Regions from separate parts of the Mus musculus genome. Here region 2 is linked to region 1. The links are chromatin contacts, called in public HiChIP or PLAC-seq maps. All regions are on one chromosome and are shown on one strand. The core of a region is the stretch at or near the end of the contact, and the rest is flanking DNA. Distances in the headings are between cores, read along the strand shown.

The links. HiChIP or PLAC-seq counts read pairs in DNA pulled down with a chosen protein or histone mark.
Region 2: an H3K4me3 HiChIP or PLAC-seq map of the SCID.adh cell line shows a contact between it and region 1, with 20 read pairs. The contact joins the promoter of Tmed9 here to the promoter of Grk6 in region 1. A contact is called at or near these places in 15 of 39 promoter capture datasets (the 3T3-L1 cell line, 3T3-L1-derived adipocytes, the C10 cell line and 8 more), 2 of 484 Hi-C or Micro-C datasets (B cells and embryonic stem cells), 7 of 115 datasets of contacts at active chromatin or transcription factors (the SCID.adh cell line, embryonic stem cells, intestinal villus epithelium and 2 more) and 3 of 9 other capture datasets (adipose tissue, liver and pancreatic islet).

What each region holds. Positions count from the first base shown.
Region 1 is chr13:55,443,330-55,447,549 of GRCm38.p6, forward strand. It overlaps Grk6 (G protein-coupled receptor kinase 6), which reads left to right and starts at 2,002. Exons shown (of 16, transcript NM_001112711.2): 1 at 2,002-2,231. The coding sequence starts at 2,180.
Region 2 is chr13:55,590,991-55,595,210 of GRCm38.p6, forward strand. It overlaps Tmed9 (transmembrane p24 trafficking protein 9), which reads left to right and starts at 2,145. Exons shown (of 5, transcript NM_026211.3): 1 at 2,145-2,367; 2 at 2,511-2,611; 3 at 3,715-3,840. The coding sequence starts at 2,184.

The DNA.
Region 1 (4,220 bases), core at 752-3,251:
CTTAAAAATCTGCCTCCATGACTCCCCATTACCCTCAAAATGAAGTCCAAGGACATCCTGGATCCAGGCTCCATCAAGACACTCTCCTCACTTCATGGTTCCCGAGCCCACCCCAATGCCCACTGCAAATTCTACAGACGCTCTGCCCTTAGGTGTTATATATATTGAGCACCCTCCCCTCTTCTCCTGACCCTTGTTCATTCTGCACTTGTTTAGATAGACTTGTTTACTTATATAACTTATTAATCTGTTTGTAGCTAGAGAACAAATACAGTTGACTGTCTTCTTCTACCAGATGAATCCCAGGATCGAACGCAGGTCTTCATATTTGGTCAGGCTTGCCCCCTGGCGCCTTTACCACCTGAGCCTTCTTGCCAGCTACAGGATCCTCGAGGATGCTGAAAGTGTTCTTTATCCAGGTTCTTTCCATCCTCCATGAGGTCAAGCCTTCACAGGTGCACATTCTCACTAGCCCTCAGGTCTCACCTGGACACAACGGTCTTCACTTGGTGCTTAATCATCCACTAGTCTGAACTATCATTGGTAAATATGTCACCCTTCCAGGAGTTTCACATTTCACAAAACAAACCCTTCTCTGTAAACCACAACACCTTCCATGGTCTAGCTGACACCCTTTTGTCACCATGGTTTGCTTTTGGCTCACCTCAGAACACAGGACTCTGGAAACATTTATGCTTTAGTCCTCGCCAAACTTAACTTTAGGCGTGGTGCCGCTTCTTGATTTGCTCAAAAGTCATAGCCTGTGACCACTCTGGTCCTTTAATGACATGGGGCGGGGGGGGGGGGGGCATGCGAGGCACCACAAAGCGTCCTCTCTAGTTCTTTGTTTTAGTAGCATTCATTCTAAAACCACCCATTAATGTGCTCACTTACAGGACAGCTACCACCTTTCTTCCCGCCTAGCACGTAAGCACTGAGAGTTTGGTTTTCTTGCTGTTACCACTATATCCGGCACCTGGCTGGGTGCCTGGGAAAAAAAAGCAGTGGCAGTATATATATATTTTTTTTCAAAAATGAATGAATATGGATCAAAAACATGTAGTTGAATCCGGTTGTTCCTTAATTCCCGAGTTTGGGCAAGCCTCCGTTTCCTGCTGTGCGAAAAGGGGTGGTGATGAGGAAGTGGGGGATTGAACTACACTGTGTTGATGAGATGCAAAATTCGGACCTGTCCCCCCACTCCCGGTCTCCGCGTGCAGCCAGCCACTCAACATCCAGCGCCTCAGGTCCCCACCTGTACAATGGGTGTGAACTCATCCTCAACGACTTGGGGTGGTTGCGCTGCCTTATAAGGCAGCAGAGGCCGAAGGCGCCGGACGGGTGGGAGGGGAGAAATCACAACATCCGGCTGCGGGGGCGGGGTACGGGGGTGCGGGGTGCGGCTGAATTGGAGGCAAGCGCTGCTGGGAAGGCAATAGCTTCCTTCGGTCCTCTGCTAGCTTTGGAAGCGCGCCCTTCTGAAGCAGCTGACCTAAGGGACGACGGCAGGACACCCATTCTAACCAAGCTACCTGATAGCCGGCAGGAGACACAGCGTGTCCCCAACAAAACCCTAGAAATCCCGTCGGCGCACCAGACACACAGCCACGCCCCCATCCTTTCACCCAATCAGATCGCAAAGCTGGATGGTCGACACGTCTTTAATCCAATCAGATGTTGGGTCTTCTGGGCGTGGTTCCCGAGAGGCCCCACCTCCGATTTCTCGGCAGAGGCTCGGCCCTAATTGGCAGCTCGGCATCCTACGAAGGCCTAGAAATTCGAACCTAGGGGCCGAATCCCGTCCGCAGTCCAACCAGAAATCGGCGACGCAACGGGGCCCTCCCCCTCTCCGCAGGGAGCGAGTTCCCGGCTCCGTGGGCGGGGCAAGAGAAAGAGGCTGACCAATAGTAGTCCGGCGCGGGGAGCGTCCGCTCGCCCATTGACTGAGCCAAGTAAACAGAGGGCGGGGCGGGGCGGGCGCCGGTGGACCGGGAGGGGCGCAGAGTACGCGGCGGGCGGCGGCGGCCCGGAGGCCGGTGGGGCCCGGAGGCCGCGGCGCGGTCAGTCGAGCCGAGCCGAGCCGAGCCGAGCCGAGCCGCGCCGATCGCCATCGGCTCCGGCTCTCGTGGGCGGTCCCGGCCGGCGGCGCGGCCTGGCGGGCCGGGCGGCGCTGCAGCCCATGGAGCTCGAGAACATCGTAGCGAACACGGTGCTACTCAAGGCCCGGGAAGGTGAGGCCAGGCAGGCGGGCGGCCAGGCCTGGGCGCGGGGATCGCGGGCGCGCGACCTCCGAGCTCCATGAGGCGTCCGGGCCCCAGTTATCCTCGTGCCCTGGAGTCTGCACCCGGACTCTTAAGCGCAGACATGAGCCCTTCCGGCCCTCCGCTTCTGCCCCCGGAACCCGGGGCCCAGGAGGGGCGGGGGTCGCGCCATGGGCCTCAAGTCGGGTTTGGGGGTGATGAAGAAGAAAGGGAAGGAAGGGAAAAGGTGGAACATGAGCCCCAGAGGAATGCGTGTGAGGCCTCTTCTACGTGAGAGGCAGGAAGGTGCCCCACGTGCCCCAGGCCCAGATGCCCTGAACGGCACAAAGTTGGTAATCGGTAAAGATTAGAGAATGAATGAGCCGAGCCTTTGTATAGACAACCCAACCGACAGGGGGAAACTTCTGGACACACACATTACATGCAGAACCACCACTCACCTGGAGCTTCTGGGCACTAAAAACGGGTGCATGGGTAACGTTTTTGGCATTTAGCAAGCCTTTGACCTACTAGGGCAGATGCACCGGGGAAATAAATGAGAGACGAGCATAACGGGCTATAAGGACTGTAGGGCTAAAAGCCAGTCTGGTCGACTTAGTGTGTGCGCGCACATGGATATGGTGCGGAGTTGCTCTTCCTTGGTTTCACTCCAGATGTTATTTGGCTCTATGGGTCCTAGATGACTAGAGCCAGACAAACGACATAGAGTGACATAATCATTAGATACCTGTAGTGCCCTACTCTGTCCAGGGTGCTGGTGGGCAAACACCAACAAGATTTTTCTTTTTGGAACTCCAGGGAGGGACACAGTGACAGCTTTCCACTTTCTGCTGGGTTTCCATGATGAAGGAACCTTCAGCTTCGCTGTTCTATATCAGTTTACAGGTGTGAAACTGAAGCTCAGATCAGAGATTGTAATTGACCTAGGGTCAGGCAGATACCCAGTAGAGTCTATAGGTAGCTCAGACAAGTCCCCAGTGTGCCGCAGTCCCTGATGTCCTCTGCCTACTTGGTGCATGTCACACCCAGAGAGGTGTTACCTGGAAATGGGATGGGCAGGTTGGATCCCTAGTGCCCAAGGGAGGCAATCTTATCTCCTGTCCCTTATCAAGCTCAGGGGCTGGGCCTTCCTCTCAGCCTCTGGGGGCATCTGCTGATTCTGTTCTGCCTCGTCATGCAGCCAGCCAGGGAGGAGGGATAAGGAGAGCCAAGGCCAGGCTTCACTTCCTAGGGCTAGCCAATTTGGGGCTCAGCTCTGCTGAGGGTATTGCCTTGTTGGGCGAGATCCTGTGGGCACCTTTGCATAGGTGAGCCGGCATTACTGGATCTTGGCCCAGGATATCATGGCCAAAATGAGGACTAGTGCCTCCTCTAGAGGTCCTGTGTCCTGGACTTGCTGTGACAGCACTGTACACACCTGCATGGCCTTTAACCTGCTTTCTGTCCCTCAACATTATCGTTTCCTTATTTTACATGTAAATTTTAAGGAAAGCCTCATTGCCCCGAAATCTTCTATACCTAGGGACTGCTTGTGTGAGAATCAGTGCACAAAACAGCTAGCAGCTTGAGGCCAGCTTTCCAAGTGACCAGAGACCCTCACAGCAGTTGGGAAACCTGTGGTATATGCATACAGTTGGCTTTATTTTGTAGGTTCTGTTTTTGAGATGGTCTCACTATATGTATAGTTTTGGCTTACTTAGACCTTGCTATGTAGATCAGGCTGGCCTTGAACTCAGAGATCTACCTTTGCCTCCCAGGTGCTGGGATACAGCTCAGTTGGCTTTTAATAGACGCTAGTCTTGTAAGGAACTTGGATTTGAGAGCTGGGCTTGAATTCTCTTCTACTGTTACCCTCAGCCTCAGAATCCACTGCCCAGAGCCTAACTTGTATGTCATCTGGCACTAGGTGGGATGATCTTTGGGGTGCGTACCCTCACTTGGATTTCTTCCTTTCCCCAG
Region 2 (4,220 bases), core at 895-3,394, 150 kb after region 1:
TATCTGCATGCACACCTGCGTGCCAAAAGAGGGCATCCCATTACAGATGGATGTGAGCTACCATGTAGTTTCTGGGAATTGAACTCAGGCCCTCTGGAAGAGCAGCCAGTGCTGACCCATCTCTCCAGCCCTGTTTCTACAGTTCTTTAGCACAAGCCCTTTCCCCCACTCCAAAGCTAGAGCCCTCCATGTTCAGACCACAAACTTGTTCCTGTTCCTACCATTTTAATTCCTGTTTGGGAGTTGCCACACAGACTCTATAGGACAACTTCTTCCCTGCTGAAGCATTTACCACATTAGCAAGAAACCTGAACAACTTTTGCTTTACTCTGTTTTTGGTTGCTTGTTTAGTTTGTTGTTGTTGTTGTTATATAAGGTGAGGCTGAGAAAGCATCTCTGAAGTGCAATGAGAAGCAGTACTAACACTGCTGCCCCTAAAGAGGCAGCTGATATGGATGGGACCACAGGGCAGGAAGCATAGGGGATGACGTTGGCAGATCAGACTGGCCACTTCTGCCACTGTAGCTGCTGGTTCTCATGGATTATAGAGGAAATTGTTTGAGCTCTACAATCTGTACAAGTGCTTCATTGAGACCTCCTATACCCCAGAGGCCTGGAAGGGAGATGAGATCTAGCTATTCTGCAATTTCTCCTCATCAGCATTTCTGTGCTGCCCTCTGGATCTCCTGATCTCTGGAATCTCTCTGCACTATGAGCCTGTTCAGTAAAAGTTCCATGCATTCTTGTCTCAGCTACAATGTGGGACTCCCTCTTCTTGCCTGTGTGGGCTTTCCTTATCTCTATCAATCCAAAGCCTAGAGAGGAATGTGTATCCTTTATCAACCCTACAAGCATGAAGAGATTAATTTAATCCCAGCACTAGGGAGGCAGAGGTAGACAGAGCTCTATAAGATCAAGAAGGACAGCCTGGTCTGTTGTGATCATAAAAAGAGAGCGAGCTATAAGAATATGTTCTGGCGGGGTGTGGGGGAAGAGGTTGCCTTAGTGGGCCCATGCCAAGGCATCCCTTCCCCCTGAGGGACCAGACCACACTGGTATAGTATAGAATAGTTTATTTAGGGCATGGGGAAGGCAGTTAAGAGAGTAGCAGAGGCAGAGAGAAGGAGAGAGTAAAGAAGTAGGGGCTGGCCATGGCGACGTGAAGAGAGAGGGGAAGGGAATAAAGAGCAAAGGGAAAGAGGCAAGAGAGTAAGAGAGTAAGAGAGAGAGGAGGGGCCAAGCAGCCCCTTTTATAGAGCCAGGACTACCTGACTGTTGCCAGGTAACTGTGGGGCGGAGCATACTTGGCTTCTGCCAGGAACTGTGGGGGTGGAGTTTAGAGAGATACCAACATGGTCTACCTATCAAGGTCAGAGCCAGGCAGGGCTACATAGTTAGACTGTCTCAAGAAAAAAAAAAAAAAAGATGCCACAATGTATCTACTTAGTACAGACAAAGGTATTGGTGAACAACAAACACAAGACATACATAAACAACACAATGATAGTTATAAATCTTATTAATGATTAAATTAAATGTAAGTGGCATAAACCCTACAATTAAAAGGTAGAACTTGGCAAGATGGCGTTCAAAAGGCATGATCTAATTGCATGTTGCCCCTAAGAGGTTCATTTTGGAATATAAAGTAATGATATGAGTGGGAAAGAATAGACAGTGCAAATAGTAACCGAGAGTAGGATGGCTGAACATAGTGTTGTGTGCACCTTATATCCCAACCTTAAGAGTCAGAAAGATCCCTACAAATTTCAGGCCGGGGGGAGTTTGCATTGTAAATTCCAGTGAGGCAAAGCAACATAGCAAGACCCTGTGTCAAATCAAATAAAAGTAAAGAGGGATGGGGAGAGGATGGGCAAGAGGGAGAGTTGTATTACTATTGGGTGAAACAGGTTCGAACCTTGCCTCCGCTTATATGTTGCGCAGGCTGACAACTATTATCAGTCATCTCGCTATTTGGCTAAACCGAAGAAAATCCTTCCATTTTGGAGACCCCAGTCCTCAGCTTGCAGAAACCAGCCCCAATCAGGTACTGCCGCGCGGAGGCGTGGTGTATCTAGGGACTTGTAGTCCATGCGGCGGAACTCGCAGTCCCGGCAGGCACTGCGGTGGCCTCCGCTGGGCTACGTGGCTCGGCAGTCTGCGCCTGCGCAGGCAGGTGGGGCAAGATGGCTGCGGTGCGAGGCGTGCGGGTTGTCGGAAGCTCACCGGGTCTCTTGCTGGGGAGAGGGATGCGGGCCTTCCTGCTACTGCTGTGGCTTGCAGCCCGCGGAAGCGCGCTGTATTTCCACATCGGAGAAACAGAAAAGAAGTGCTTCATTGAGGAGATTCCGGACGAGACCATGGTCATCGGTGCGGGGGCGCAGGGAAGCGTTTGGGACAAGTCAGTGGTCCTGGGGCGGAGGGGGATGCGACCTGTTCCGGGTAGCTAGCCTGGCCGCGAACCCCGCACCTCTTCGAGCTTATTTCATCTTCCTTTTTCCGCCTGTCTCCAGGAAATTACCGGACGCAGCTGTATGACAAACAGCGGGAGGAGTACCAGCCAGCCACCCCTGGGCTTGGCATGTTCGTAGAGGTAAAAGACCCCGAGGACAAGGTAAGCTGGCCCTTACCCGCTCCGGTACTTCTTTGTTAGTTTCCTTATCTGTTCGATCGAGAATTTTAGTTGGTGTTGTGGGAAGATACCGGATCTTCTCTAGGAACTTGGGCCGCGGTTTCTGGACAGGTTCAGTTCACAACTTCTCAGTGACCTCTGAGTGACTCCCCCAATTCGGCTGCTTTCCCTAGCCTGTGAAATGGAAGCTCACTTACTCTAGCGATAAGTGTATTAATTGCAGTCAGTGATGGATACCAAAAAGTTGCTAATGCTAAAGTTGTTGTTTAGGCCTTAATTTCACAAAACAGAACACCTTTCAGTTTTGACAAATAATGTTTTAAAGACAAAAGGCAAAATAGTTTTGTTGTCACTAACCATCAGAATAGTTGTGGAAGTTATTTTTGACATCACCATTCATCCAAGCGCCTGGAGAGATGGCTGAGCATCAAGGAAGAGCATTTGCAGCCAGGCAAATGCTCTTAAAGCTGGCCCATGCCTTTAATCCCAGCACTTGGAGGGCAGAGACAGTTGGATCTCTCTGAGTTCCAGGCCAGCCTGGTCAACAGAGTGAGTTTCAGGACACCCAATGCTAACATTCACACAAATAAAGAAAAAAAAATACTTAAAAAAATTAACAGGCATAAAAACAAACAAACAGCCGGGCGGTGGTGGCCTTTAATCCCAGCACTTGGGAGGCAGAGACAGGTGGATTTCTGAGTTCGAGGCCAGCCTGGTCTACAAAGTGAGTTCCAGGACAGCCAGGACTACACAGAGAAACCCTGTCTCGAAAAACCAAAAAAAAACCCCAAAAACTAAAAACAAAACAAAACAGCAACATGGTGGTCATGCTGCCCCTGGAAGGTAGAGGCAGGCCAGCTCCGCCTGGGGAGCAGTTACTCGCCAGCCTGATGTCAGACCCTTCAACCCTGCCCCAGATTGTTGCGATCATTTTATGCCTGTGGCTGAGTACCCTTGGGTCCTTTAGTGCTGTGACGTGCCCAAGGCTCTCCTTGCAGACTCTTGTGGTACTCAGAGCTTTTATCCCCATTTTTTCCTAGTCTCCTGGCAGCATCACTGACTGAAATCCTCCCTGTTATCTATAGGTCATCCTGGCCCGGCAGTATGGCTCTGAGGGCAGGTTCACCTTCACCTCCCACACCCCTGGTGAGCACCAGATCTGTCTTCACTCAAATTCCACCAAGTTCTCCCTCTTTGCCGGAGGGATGCTGGTAAGTAGGTCCATGGGTGACCAAAGGCTTTCAGGCAGTATACCCTGCTTAGGACTGGGCATTTGTACCGTGAGTGTGGCAGGTACTGGATTTTGTGCCTTTTAAAGCATTGGATTGCCAGAGGGCATACAGGGCATAGTGACTGATCAGTTTGTATAGCCATTTCTTACGACCGTAATAGTGTGCTTTTATTTTTATACAAGGCATACATATCCTGCTGTATACTTTATCATCTCTAGGTTACGTATAACCCCTAATGCAGTGTTAGTGATATATGTGGCATATGAATTGATCTAAAGAATGACCAAAAAGGCTTCATTCTCAGTACAAATATGTTTTTTGAATCTGTGTCTTTGCTCTTTGAAGTTTTTCTGTTCTTG